3 separate regions of the Mus musculus genome follow, and regions 1 and 2 are each linked to region 3. The links are chromatin contacts, called in public Hi-C and promoter capture Hi-C maps. All regions are on one chromosome and are shown on one strand. Each heading gives the region's core, a stretch centred on a gene start, on an enhancer-like site or on the middle of the called end of the contact. The rest is flanking DNA. Distances are from core to core; before and after follow the strand shown. Region 1 has its middle 69 kb from the start of Gm26535. Region 2 has its middle 58 kb from the start of Gm31330. Region 3 has its middle 300 kb from the start of Gm46220.

What was found. Promoter capture Hi-C pulls out the DNA fragments that hold promoters and counts their contacts. Hi-C and Micro-C count contacts between places; a contact is called where the count stands out from the background.
Region 1: a Hi-C map of the 3T3-L1 cell line shows a contact between it and region 3, with 4 times the contacts expected there. The contact joins two enhancer-like sites.
Region 2: a promoter capture Hi-C map of the 3T3-L1 cell line shows a contact between it and region 3, with 5 times the contacts expected there. The contact joins two enhancer-like sites. A contact is called at or near these places in 1 of 39 promoter capture datasets (the 3T3-L1 cell line) and 1 of 15 datasets of contacts at CTCF or cohesin (the NIH/3T3 cell line).

Annotation. Positions count from the first base shown.
Region 1 is chr10:37,248,816-37,252,723 of GRCm38.p6, forward strand. No RefSeq gene overlaps it. Among named protein-coding and RNA genes, the nearest start is that of Gm26535, 69 kb to the right of the region's middle. Within about 2 kb of position 2,171, at least 80 of the 459 cell types and tissues checked have an H3K27ac peak or open chromatin away from gene starts, as enhancers often do.
Region 2 is chr10:37,493,656-37,497,180 of GRCm38.p6, forward strand. No RefSeq gene overlaps it. Among named protein-coding and RNA genes, the nearest start is that of Gm31330, 58 kb to the left of the region's middle. Within about 2 kb of position 1,951, at least 21 of the 459 cell types and tissues checked have an H3K27ac peak or open chromatin away from gene starts, as enhancers often do.
Region 3 is chr10:37,758,581-37,762,225 of GRCm38.p6, forward strand. No RefSeq gene overlaps it. Among named protein-coding and RNA genes, the nearest start is that of Gm46220, 300 kb to the right of the region's middle. Within about 2 kb of position 2,246, at least 1 of the 459 cell types and tissues checked has an H3K27ac peak or open chromatin away from gene starts, as enhancers often do.

The DNA of each region.
Region 1 (3,908 bases), core at 921-3,420, 510 kb before region 3:
GGCCTGGCTGTCTTTACTAGGTCATGTCACTGCTGTTGCTAACCCTATTCTACACAACTGGATAGCTTGTGCATCCATGAGGTGTTTGCGAGTGGATGGAGCTACGGCTGCCTGCTGACCTGTGAACTAAACTACTGATTTCCAGACAACACAGATAGGAATTGCCCCAAAGAACCTTTCTAAACTGGTCTACTTCCCCTTTCTATTCCACTATCCCTGGCGGGTGGTGGGCTAAAAGGAAGGTTAGAATGTTTAAGAACCATCATTAAAAATGAAGTTTGAAAAAAATTAAAGTTACAGGAGAGGTTAAGGATGAAGAAGAATTCTTTACCTGCCACCCGAAGACCTGGAATGTGATTGGCAGCTATGTTAATCTATGGGTTTAAGACCTAGCCCCTTCAGAAGTCCTTCGATGTGTGCACTTTGCAGAGGCACTCAACTACTTTGATTCTGTGCTTTCCTATTTTAAAAGTGGGGATGGTGGGAAAGCGTGACCATAGGCCACTAGGCAGGCATGTGGAATAGCACCCACAGACTAAGAGGGAGAATGATCTTTATATAATAGTGCAGTAGGCACACTTTGAAAACAGTTAATGGTTTAATGTCTCTGTGGGTAGTTAACACATTGGAGCATCTCGCAGGTAGGTGTGTGTGTGTGTGTGTGTGTGTGTGAGAGAGAGAGAGAGAGAGAGAGAGAGAGAGAGAGAGAGAGAGAGAGAGAGAGAGGTGTGCTTTTGGGTTGAAACCCCAAATTCATGCTAAGCATGCACTCTACCTCTGAGCCACAACCCCAGCCCCAGGGTGACTGTTTCCATTTGGCAGCCCCAGTTTCTCTCTTTCTCACTCTCGCCAGCTCATGAACTCTGTGGCTTAAGCGCTCCACTGCCTTCTCTGTGGGTGTCTCTAGGCTTCCTCGTTGCCCCACAAACTTCTAGCTCTTACTTCTCTAACTTTCTGACAGAAAATACTACATAGCCGACATGTCCTGGCATGAGTACTGTTCTGAGTTAGCTTCTGGTAGCAGGGCCACAGTCCAGAGAAGCAGAGGTAGAGGTGAGAGAGGAAGACAGGGATGGGAGAGGGAGAGGGAAAGAGGAGATGGTGCTGAAAATTGATAATTGGTAATTCCAGCATGTGGGAGGTGGAGGCAGGAGTCCAGTGTCCTCTTTGATTATGTTGTCCCAGATCAACCTGGGGTTGACACACATACACACACACACACACACACACACACACACACACACACACACACACTCATGAGGGTGAACGAGAGAGAGAGAGAGAGAGAGAGAGAGAGAAGCAGAGAAGGGTTGAGAGAGACAGAGAGAACTACTGTACCTATTAGCTAGATGGAAACATTCAAGAGAGAAGCAGCATTTTAGACAGGATGTCTTCAGTTGCTTCCTCTCCCTTGCCCGTCTGATGTAGCCCTGAACTCTTCTCACATTCCAGAGACTTTGCCAAGTTCTGCCTCTGTCCACCCCTTCTGGATGTGCTGACTCTTCAAAACAGAGAGGAGACTCTGCATACTAGGAGAGATCTAGGACACGGCTCAGGGTTTATTTCACAGCTGTTTTTTGTTAACCTTGACTCTAAGAATTTTTCCTCCAAATAATTTATATATCAAGGCAGGATGTAAGTCTGAAGGGAGCCATATTCTAGATGTGAGCTTGCTGGGTGCAGAGCAGAGCAGGAAAGGACAGAATTTCTTTAGCAAATTAAAGCTGGTGGCTATTCACTTTTCATTTCTTTCTCATTCTCCCACATTTTTCTGTCCTCCTCTTTCTTGTGTTTTTATTGAGCTTTGCCATGGGCAACCCCAACTGGAGTGACTTGTGTTTCTGGGATCACCTTATACCTCTGTGGGCATGAGCAGCAGCACACAGAGGTATACAATTGAAACCAGCAGGTTCTACCTGCTGTCTCTAGGACAGCTATGATGATGATGATGATGGTGATGATGATGATGATGATGTAATTTCTATGGATGGAACTCAGGTCTGCATGTTTGCAAAGCAAACAATTTTCTGACTGAACCATATCTCCAGCCTTTTAATTACAATAAATGCCTGCTGTTTCTAAGGATGCAATCCCTGCATACAGTTTGCCTAGTGAACCCAGTGTCCAGCGGGACTGCTGTTACTTGCCAGACCAAAGCCTTTCTCTGCAACAAAGCCTACCATTGTGTCCCAGTGTAGGCCCCTGATCTTTCCCAAAGGGCCTTTTTGAACATGTGCACTTATTTCCATCCCACTATGGGCTGGATGCAATAATAGCTAGAGAACCATGGTAACTTGCCTTCCCCCTCTGACCATTCTGCAAGTGTTATCTGGTGCTCTCTGAAAGCGACGCAGGCAGCTGGACTCTGCAAGAGCGTGTCTCCTCAGGGACTGTGCTCCTTGGTGCCTCTGTCGCAGGGCAAGGGAGGAATACAAAGCTGAAGGTGCCAGTGTGCTCCTTGACTCAGCTGTCCCTGTCTAATCCCAGCTCACAACTGGATGTCCTGGGGTTTGAGTCAGGGCTCTCCTCCTGGCTACTTTCCAGCTGTTTCCAAATGCACTTGAGAAAGTTCCATGTGATGTTTTTTTCATGTAGCACCTGCTTGAACAATCCAACAGTCACGTTCTTTTCTCCTCTATTATACTGTACATCTGTTATTTTGCTGACATGGAAGCCAGCATAACAATTAGATTCATTCTTACCCAGTAAGTTGATTCCAGCGAAGCTTAAGAGCCTCAGTGGAGGTTTTGAGTGTTTATTCAAAGAGAGAACAAAATAAGAAATCCTGTCTATGAAGAGTTTTGGGGGTTAAGTTAGTGGCATGTCTTTACTGAAGGTCATTTCATGTCCCAGTGGCAAGGGGATGAAGTTAGCACTACATGAGAGATAAGAAGATAAAGGTGATCAGGAATCCCTTTGTCTGGGTTGGTTTACTTTCTCTTAAGCAAAAGTGCATTCAGGGAAGGGAAATTTTCTTGTTTGTTTTTGCTTTTTGAGACAAGGTCTCTCCACATAGCCCTTGGTTGTCCCAGAACTTGCTATGTAGAGCAGGCCAGCCTAGCCTTGGGACTTATAGAGATCTACCTGCCTCTGCCTCCCAAATGATGACTGTCTAGGGAAGGTCCTTTCTAAAGAATGCTTCATTATCCATCAGCAGAGCAATTTGAACAAATGCGAGAATCTGACATGTGCCCCTGTGAAAGGCTGTTCCACTCCCAACGGGGTTGCATGTCACATGTTGAGAACCATTGCCTTAAAGATAGCATTGAGCAAGGGAAAACTTTAGTGGGATTGAGGGCCAATTACTCGGGGCATGGGGAAATAAGCCATTAAAGCTTTGGCATTTAGTGTGTGCAGTGAGGTCATTGAATGGTCCTAAACAGAAGAAAAACATCATTTGAAGTATATTTATTTCTAAGTGGGTGACTTGAACTAAACTGGCAGCATGGGAGTGAGCAGTGGGCACAGTCTGGCCATTTTTGAGACAAGTGACTTAACAATGAGATATCCAGCTTGTGAGGACAGTGGCAGGTGGTTCCTTTTCCTCCTGGAGTTCTCAGTACCCTCTTTGCAGTGTAAATGAAGTTATTTTCCTTTGAAAAGCAAAACAAAGCAATGTGAAGCCAGAGGCCTGTGTCTTTACAGTGTATTCAGGTGGCTGAAGCAGGCAACGGCCACCAGTTTGACTCCAGTCTGGGGTGTAGAGTGACATCTTGTCTCAAAAAAAAAAAAAAAAAAAAAACAACAACAACAACAACAACAACAACAAAACAGAAGAGGAAGAGAACAATGGGAAAAGCCATAAACTAAATCTGAATATATCTATTAAGTTGTTCCAAAGTTTTCTTACATATGTGTGGTGGTGGTGGTGGTGGTGGTGGTGGTGGTGGTGGTAGTTTTCCCAAAGA
Region 2 (3,525 bases), core at 701-3,200, 270 kb before region 3:
TGTGTTGGGCCATGTTGCAATAGAATTTATCTTAATTGTTGCAGTAACTATGGTATGGTCAGCACAAATGACAGGTCTGGGTTATTTGGAAGGGTTCTGTGAGGGTTGGGCAATTCAAAGATCCAAACACATAAGCAAAGTGTGTGAATTTTATTTTGTTACACACTTTAGAATATTTGGGGAGTAAGAATTCAGTATCTCCCAGAAGTCAGCGTAGGCATAAAATCTTGACGCTGGTGGAAGTAGGTGGTGGTGTTATTATATGAATCCCACAAAACTAAATTTTGCTCAGTCAATGTTTATCCTCTGATCTACTTTATTATTGCTTGTGTAGTGGTTGCTTAAGGCTTATGTGTAGGTATTATCCTCCTGGCTTTAATAAGAGTTGACATAATTTGATTAAGGACAGGATGGGTTAAAATCAGATTCAGATAGCTGTTGAAGTTTTTCAGTATAAAACACCAGCAAGAGGACTGGAGAGATAGCTCAGTCTGCAAAGTGCTTTTAATATGAGCACGAAGACCAGAGCACAGGCCCCAGTACCCCAGTAAGGAAGCCTGCTGTGCTGTTCCTGTGCTCCTCACCCGATTGGTGAGGAGGCAGAGACAGATTCCCAGGACTCACTGGCCTGCCAATCTAGCCTTATCAAGGAACCTCAGGTGTCATGGAGACACTAAAAACACAACATACAGAGCTCCTTAGATGAACAATTGGGGCTCACTGTGACCTCATCCATAGGACTCCCCCACCCCCCCACACACTGTGAGCTTAGTTTCTTTATTTGCTTAATTGTGGAAGAAAGAGACTGAATGTTTAGCATTTGTGAATGCTCTTGAAACTGTCTTTCTCAAAGATCCCATAGCTACCAGAGGATTTAGTTGCATAGTAAAAAATTATCCTGCCTGCCTGCCTGCCTGCCTGCCTGCCTGTCTGTCTGTCTCTGTCTCTCTGTCTGTCTGTTTCTGTCTGTCTCTGCCTCTCTCTCTCTCTCTCTCTCTCTCTCTCTCTCTCTCTCTCTCTCTCTCAGGGGAGGGTCTCTCTATGCAGCCCTGCCTATCCTGGTTGAGTAGACCAGAATAGCCTCAAAAGCATAAAGAACTGCCTGCCTCTTTCTCCCACGTGTGGGGATTAAAAACATGTGCCACCCATGCCCCACTCTCCTGTTTCTTTGTGTTTTTATTCACGTTGAGAGAAAGAAGCTGAAAAGTTTTAAAACAGAAAGTTTTCATTTGTAAGGACTACCTGCCAATACTACAATGACCTATGAAGTAAGCTTAAATTACAAAGCTTTTGTCTCACAGCAATGGTAGGATAGTTACTTCATGATTCTGATCTGAGGGAGTCTTTATACCTATCCTATGCTCCAATCGGGGTTGAATTAATGACTTTCTTATTCTCTTGTTTTGATAATTGGTAAAATTAACAGTGTATGGACAAGTAGCCTGGGAGATAAACTTGCTCTGTAGGAACACAAAGAGGCTTTTGTTTTATTATTACTGGTCTGAAATAAAATCAGTGACTAATGTGTGATATAAATCTGACTACCAATAATATTTAGCATTCAGATTAAATCATACCTTCATTTTATTCCCTTTTTAAGAATATAAATCATACCTTCATTCTCCCTAGCTTTAGAAAAGACTTGGGTTCTCTTAAAGGGTGGGCCTGTCTGTACCCCATTCCTGGAGATGAGGCTAATCATAAAAGTATATTTGACAATGTAACACTTTTCCTTAGAGCTGAATTTATTGAGAAGATGAACATCTTCCTATTTTCCCCATGGAACCTCTGAACAAGCACAAATACTTCTGCAGCCCATAATTGCTAGTTTGTAACATTTAAAAAATGTGCATGACTTTTTGTGGATTTCAAGCTATGAACCCTGCTCCCACTCCACAATGAATTCCCCTTTGCCCTCCAGACCTGGCAGTCTTAAAAATACAACATAAATCCTCATGCACTGTAATTATTGTGGTCAATTATGCTAAACCAAGCACATAGCTTTTCCTTAAACATGTTCATGAGGGAAAGGCTCCCTTCGTGACTCATTTTTAGAGCTGGACTAGAAGCTTGGGTCATGTGAGAGTATTATTCACTTGTCTTCATCTTCCATATTTGAGATTGTTACTTCACAAACAGCAGAAACTAGGCTATCTCTTGGTTTCCTGAACTGGAATGAGATGAAGGACTACAGAGAGGGTGGGTATTTGTTCTGTCTTCATAATGAGCAGTGGTTCTTGACCAGATACCTTCCAAAGTAAATTTCATTTGCTCTTGCTGTGGGTTGCTTTATTAACATTTAACTAAATAACATCAAACACACCTATCATAATAAATAAAAATGTAATGACGTTTTAGTAAATTATACAGTAAGGTAAGCACTACCGCATTCCAGTATTCTCTATTTTCTCTATTCCTCTGGGCATTCTCATTCCAGTTTCTGATGATTTTTCACCCTGTTCTTATTCTCAGTACAGTGATGTGTGTTTTTTTCTTAGATTTGCTTTGTTTGCTTTATAAAAATGACTATCTATCTATCTATCTATCTATCTATCTATCTATCTATCTATCTATCCATCTATCTATCTAATCATTTCTCTTCTGTCTGTTTGTCTGTCTATTAATCTGCTCTAAATTTTATTTTCTTTCACTTACTTTTTGTTAAATTTCTTGTTAACATAAACATTTCTTCCTTGGGGCATCTGATTTCATCAGGTAGAATGATAATTTAAAATTTCTCAGGCTTTTTAATGCTAAATAAGTATATATACTGACCTTAAATTATTTTTGCCAAATTGCCTGGTAAAATGTAAGGCAGAAGGTAGTATTTTTCAACAACAGCAGTATTCTCTTCCCTCCAAACATGCTCATGTCCTAATATCTGGAAACTAAAAATAGGCTAGGCTATATGGAAGGCTGTGACACTGGTCACCCATTGTTTCAATAAAATTTACAAGCTCTCTTTTTTTTTAATTAGGTATTTTCCTCGTTTACATTTTCAATGCTATCCCAAAGGTCCCCCATACCAACCCCCCCAATCCCCTACCCACCCACTCTCCCTTTTTGGCCCTGGCGTTCCCCTGTACTGGGGTATATAAAGTTTGCAAGTCCAATGGGCCTCTCTTTGCAGTGATGGCCAACTAGGCCATCTTTTGATACATATGCAGCTAAAGACAAGAGCTCCTGGGTACTGGTTAGTTCATATTGTTGTTCCACCTATAGGGTTGCAGTTCCCTTTAGCTCCTTGGGTAATTTCTCTAGCTCCTCCATTAGGGGCCGTGTGACCTATCCAATAGCTGACTGTGATCATCCACTTCTGTGTTTGCTAGGCCCCGGCATAGTCTCACAAGAGAGAGCTATATCTGGGTCCTTTCAGCGAAATCTTGCTAGTGTATGCAATGCAAGCTCTCAAAAGTACCAAAGAGAGGCCCCAGAAGCTGCGAGAGCATTGCAGTGGGAGAACTCCAATGGCCATTGCTGGCTTTGAAAATAGAAGGAAAGGGATGAGAGCCGAGGAATTATAGG
Region 3 (3,645 bases), core at 996-3,495:
ATTACCTTAACTTTACCTAATGTCTCCAGACCCTGCTTATATTTTATTACTTGGGACTTGGAACTAACAATGCATATGGCTAATCTTCTGGAAAGCAGGTTGAAGACAAAAGAAATTACTAGATTCAAATGCTAATGTCTAAGATTCAGTGATTATCAAAACTCAGCAAATAGCAAGTTAGAGTGGATTGAGTGGAACTGTGCTTAATGCTGCATACAGAACACATAGAGTCCTATCTCATAATCTCAACTCTAGCCCATTGCATCATTTCCTCTGATATACAAACTTCTCCATTCAATCCCATTCTCATCACTGTGCAGTCTATTTGCAAATAAGGAGGGATAGTGAGTTTTGTATGGAGCCTTGAGAATGGTGGAAATATACAGTATATGATTCATTTAAGATGACGAGATCATAAACGTTGGTGAGAGCAGCAACAATGCTGATACAGTGAGTAATGAATGGTATGGGGCCTTGTCATTTAACTCTAACAATGGCCTTGCGGGTTGACCTTCTTCAGCAAGAATATGCCATTATTTGCTAATTTATACTGCTTAAGCATCTAGAATCACATATTATTTTTTCATATATCTGTTTGATCTTCTTGATTTTTGTCCTCTATAATAGAATTTAAGACAAGATTTTTCCAATTAATAATAAAGATTTTGTACACTTTAAATTTCCCTGTGCCGTACTTAGATCAAATTGCTACATGTTCCTTCTTATAAGATTTCTACTTATTTTTCCTAGACCTAGCCTATAAGTAGAGAGAGAATACCTAATTCCTTGGTAATATTTAGATTAACTTTAATTGAGGCTAATAAAATTTTATTGTTACCTTATTCTCAAAATATTTAAGTGATTTTCAATATTCCTAAGAATAAATTCAGGCTTCCTGCTGTCATAAAGAGCTTTTCCAGACCTGATCCTAGGACCCTAGCTTACTAGTTTTGGCATTTTGGCTTGCTTGGTATTTGTTCTCCAATCCATAGATGTGTGGCCTAAACTCCTTGCTGCTCCAGCCACTGAGTTGCATCCACAGTCTACATTTTTTATGCTCTCCTTTCAGCCAAACACATCTTTTCCTTGTGTTCCAGGTTTGTGTGCCTTTTAAATGCCACTGGGGGAAAATATCTACTAAACTCCACAATTAAACATCAGTTTGTACTGATGTTTCCCTCTATGGACACACAATTCAGGCATTTCACAGTAGCCTATTTTATCCAGTTTTGCAATTTCAGGCTTTTGATACACTCGCTCACAACAAGGATCATACTGTACTTTTATTGCAGTCATATGGCCAATTACACATTATCTAACACTTTTATGATTTAGTTTTACAGTTAATAAAAAGGAAGATAAATCATTTTCCTTGATATTAGATATTTGTTTGATATCATTTAACAAATTTATATTAGTGAAGCAGCTTTCCAAATATCCAAATTAAATTCTATAAAAGTAGAATTTTATCTTTTAGTACTTTCAATTCTATATGTGACACACTTAAAATGATTTCATTGAAAGTACCAGGTAGTCATTAATTGCCTACTGGCACTATAAATGTTATTGTGAAGCATCAAAGATACAAAATGAATATTTCCCTCTAAGAATTCTGTATTTGGAACAGATTGTTCTTCCTAACATATAACCCTCTTACCTAACACTGATCAAATTACAACACAGCTTGCTTTAAGATCGAATGATATGTTTGTGTTTAGCTTGTTTTAAGTCACATGTTTGTCTTTAGTTATTCAATGAAAACAAAGATAAAATTGAAATAAAATATTTTTAGTTTTTTATAGGTTTCATGTACATGTTCTGCTATCTAGCCAGCAGCTCACAAACAAAGATTTTTCCAAAATAATCTTTACATTCTTTTATTGGAACAATATTACTGATATAAACGATGATGTTTTTACTAAACAGAATCCTGTGAAGAAACCACATACTATCCATCTAGACAGATCTCAGTTACATTTTGCCTAATGACAGAGTAGTTCCATTTATAAGTTCCATATGTAAGTTTTATACATCATAAAGCTTCGAATTTGACCAAACTTAGACCTTAGGCATCTTTTGTGTGAGGAAATATGTATGTGTGTGTGTGTATTCATTCCAACTGTTATCTTCTGCACAATTTTAAGACCTGACATCTTGCAAAATCCATCCAGTTCAGCTGTCTTATCTTGTATGTCTCGACCAATGTATTTATTTCTGCCTTACTGGCCGGCAGCAACTTCTGCAAACCATCTGGAAGCACAATTCATCAGATCACATCCTTTCTCTTCCTGACTTGTCTAAGATAACAACTGCTGAGTGAAGTATTAAGCCCTTGTTCTTCCCAAAGGATCCATTTTGGATGCAAACCCCTGACTTAGTTTATTAGTTATAAAACTTTGGTTTGGCAACTTCACCAGACTAACAATATTTATGTGTATAACCATTGAAAGAAGATAGTGTTCACACTATTTTTCCTACTTGATTGCTTGTCTTTTTGTTGTCTGATTCTGCAGAAAGTCAAAGGTGGTAGAGTCATACTTCACAGTGTGTGTCTTTAAGTAACATCTGTGAGTTTTGCAGCTAGACAGAAACAGTGCTCATAGTATGGAGTACAACTGAGGGTGAAGCATTTAGACAGCAACCCTGAGACAACAAGGTCATCTATATGATTTATTTTCTGAACATGACAATAACGCAATATGATGAGAAGGCATTGCCCATCGATAAATGCAGTCCACTTTTTGGACAAACCAGACAATGCCCCTATGTGATGAGTTATTCTTGGCAGAAGCTTTTTGTCAGTTAGTACAGGATCAAGGACTTCTGTCATATAAATATTAAAAGAAGTAGAGTGGCAATTAAGACATGAAGACAGGATGAAATTAATGAGTATTATGTCTCAAGATCAGATTTGATAAACACATTGAAGAAAGAGTCTGAGGCTATTTTCAATGGCTCTACATGTTGCACTTACCTCCTGCAGGATGAGTAACCCATATCTATTTGGTTTTGGATCTGCTTTGCATCTGAGAACAGGATACTGTGAGATATCACCATCACTGCTCATGAGTCCACATGTATCTGCTTCCAAGTATTATCTGTAACACCACAGTTGACTTAGTAGGAGAGATGCTATAAAACACTGAGCAACATCTTTTATGAATTATTAATGTTCTTATTGTTGTATTGATATGTGCTCACTTCCTGTAAGCCATACATTTGTAATTTTTCATAGAAAACTATGCTCATATTTTATGTTCATCAAAATTTAGTTTACTTGACATATTTAAGAAATTACCCTTTCATTAAAAAGATAATTTTGATTAGAAGAAAATGTCATTCAGATAGAATTTAAATATTACCATTTTGTTGCATTGTGTTTCTGACTTTGAGAACTGGTTGTAAATTGAAAAGAAGGGCACAGTCTGGTGAGAGATGTCCATCTAAGGACCTCTCATTAAATATTTAATAGTTTTTTTTTGGCTACTTAGTATATAAAAGACATGGCAACATACTTGAAAAGAGAAAATTTGTGTCCTCTGTTCTTTAAACACTCTTAACCTGGTGAAGAACACTGGGCTGGGAGCATGACTCAGTGAGTGTGATGGTTAGCTTGTCAACCAGAAACAATCAAACAAACAAGCA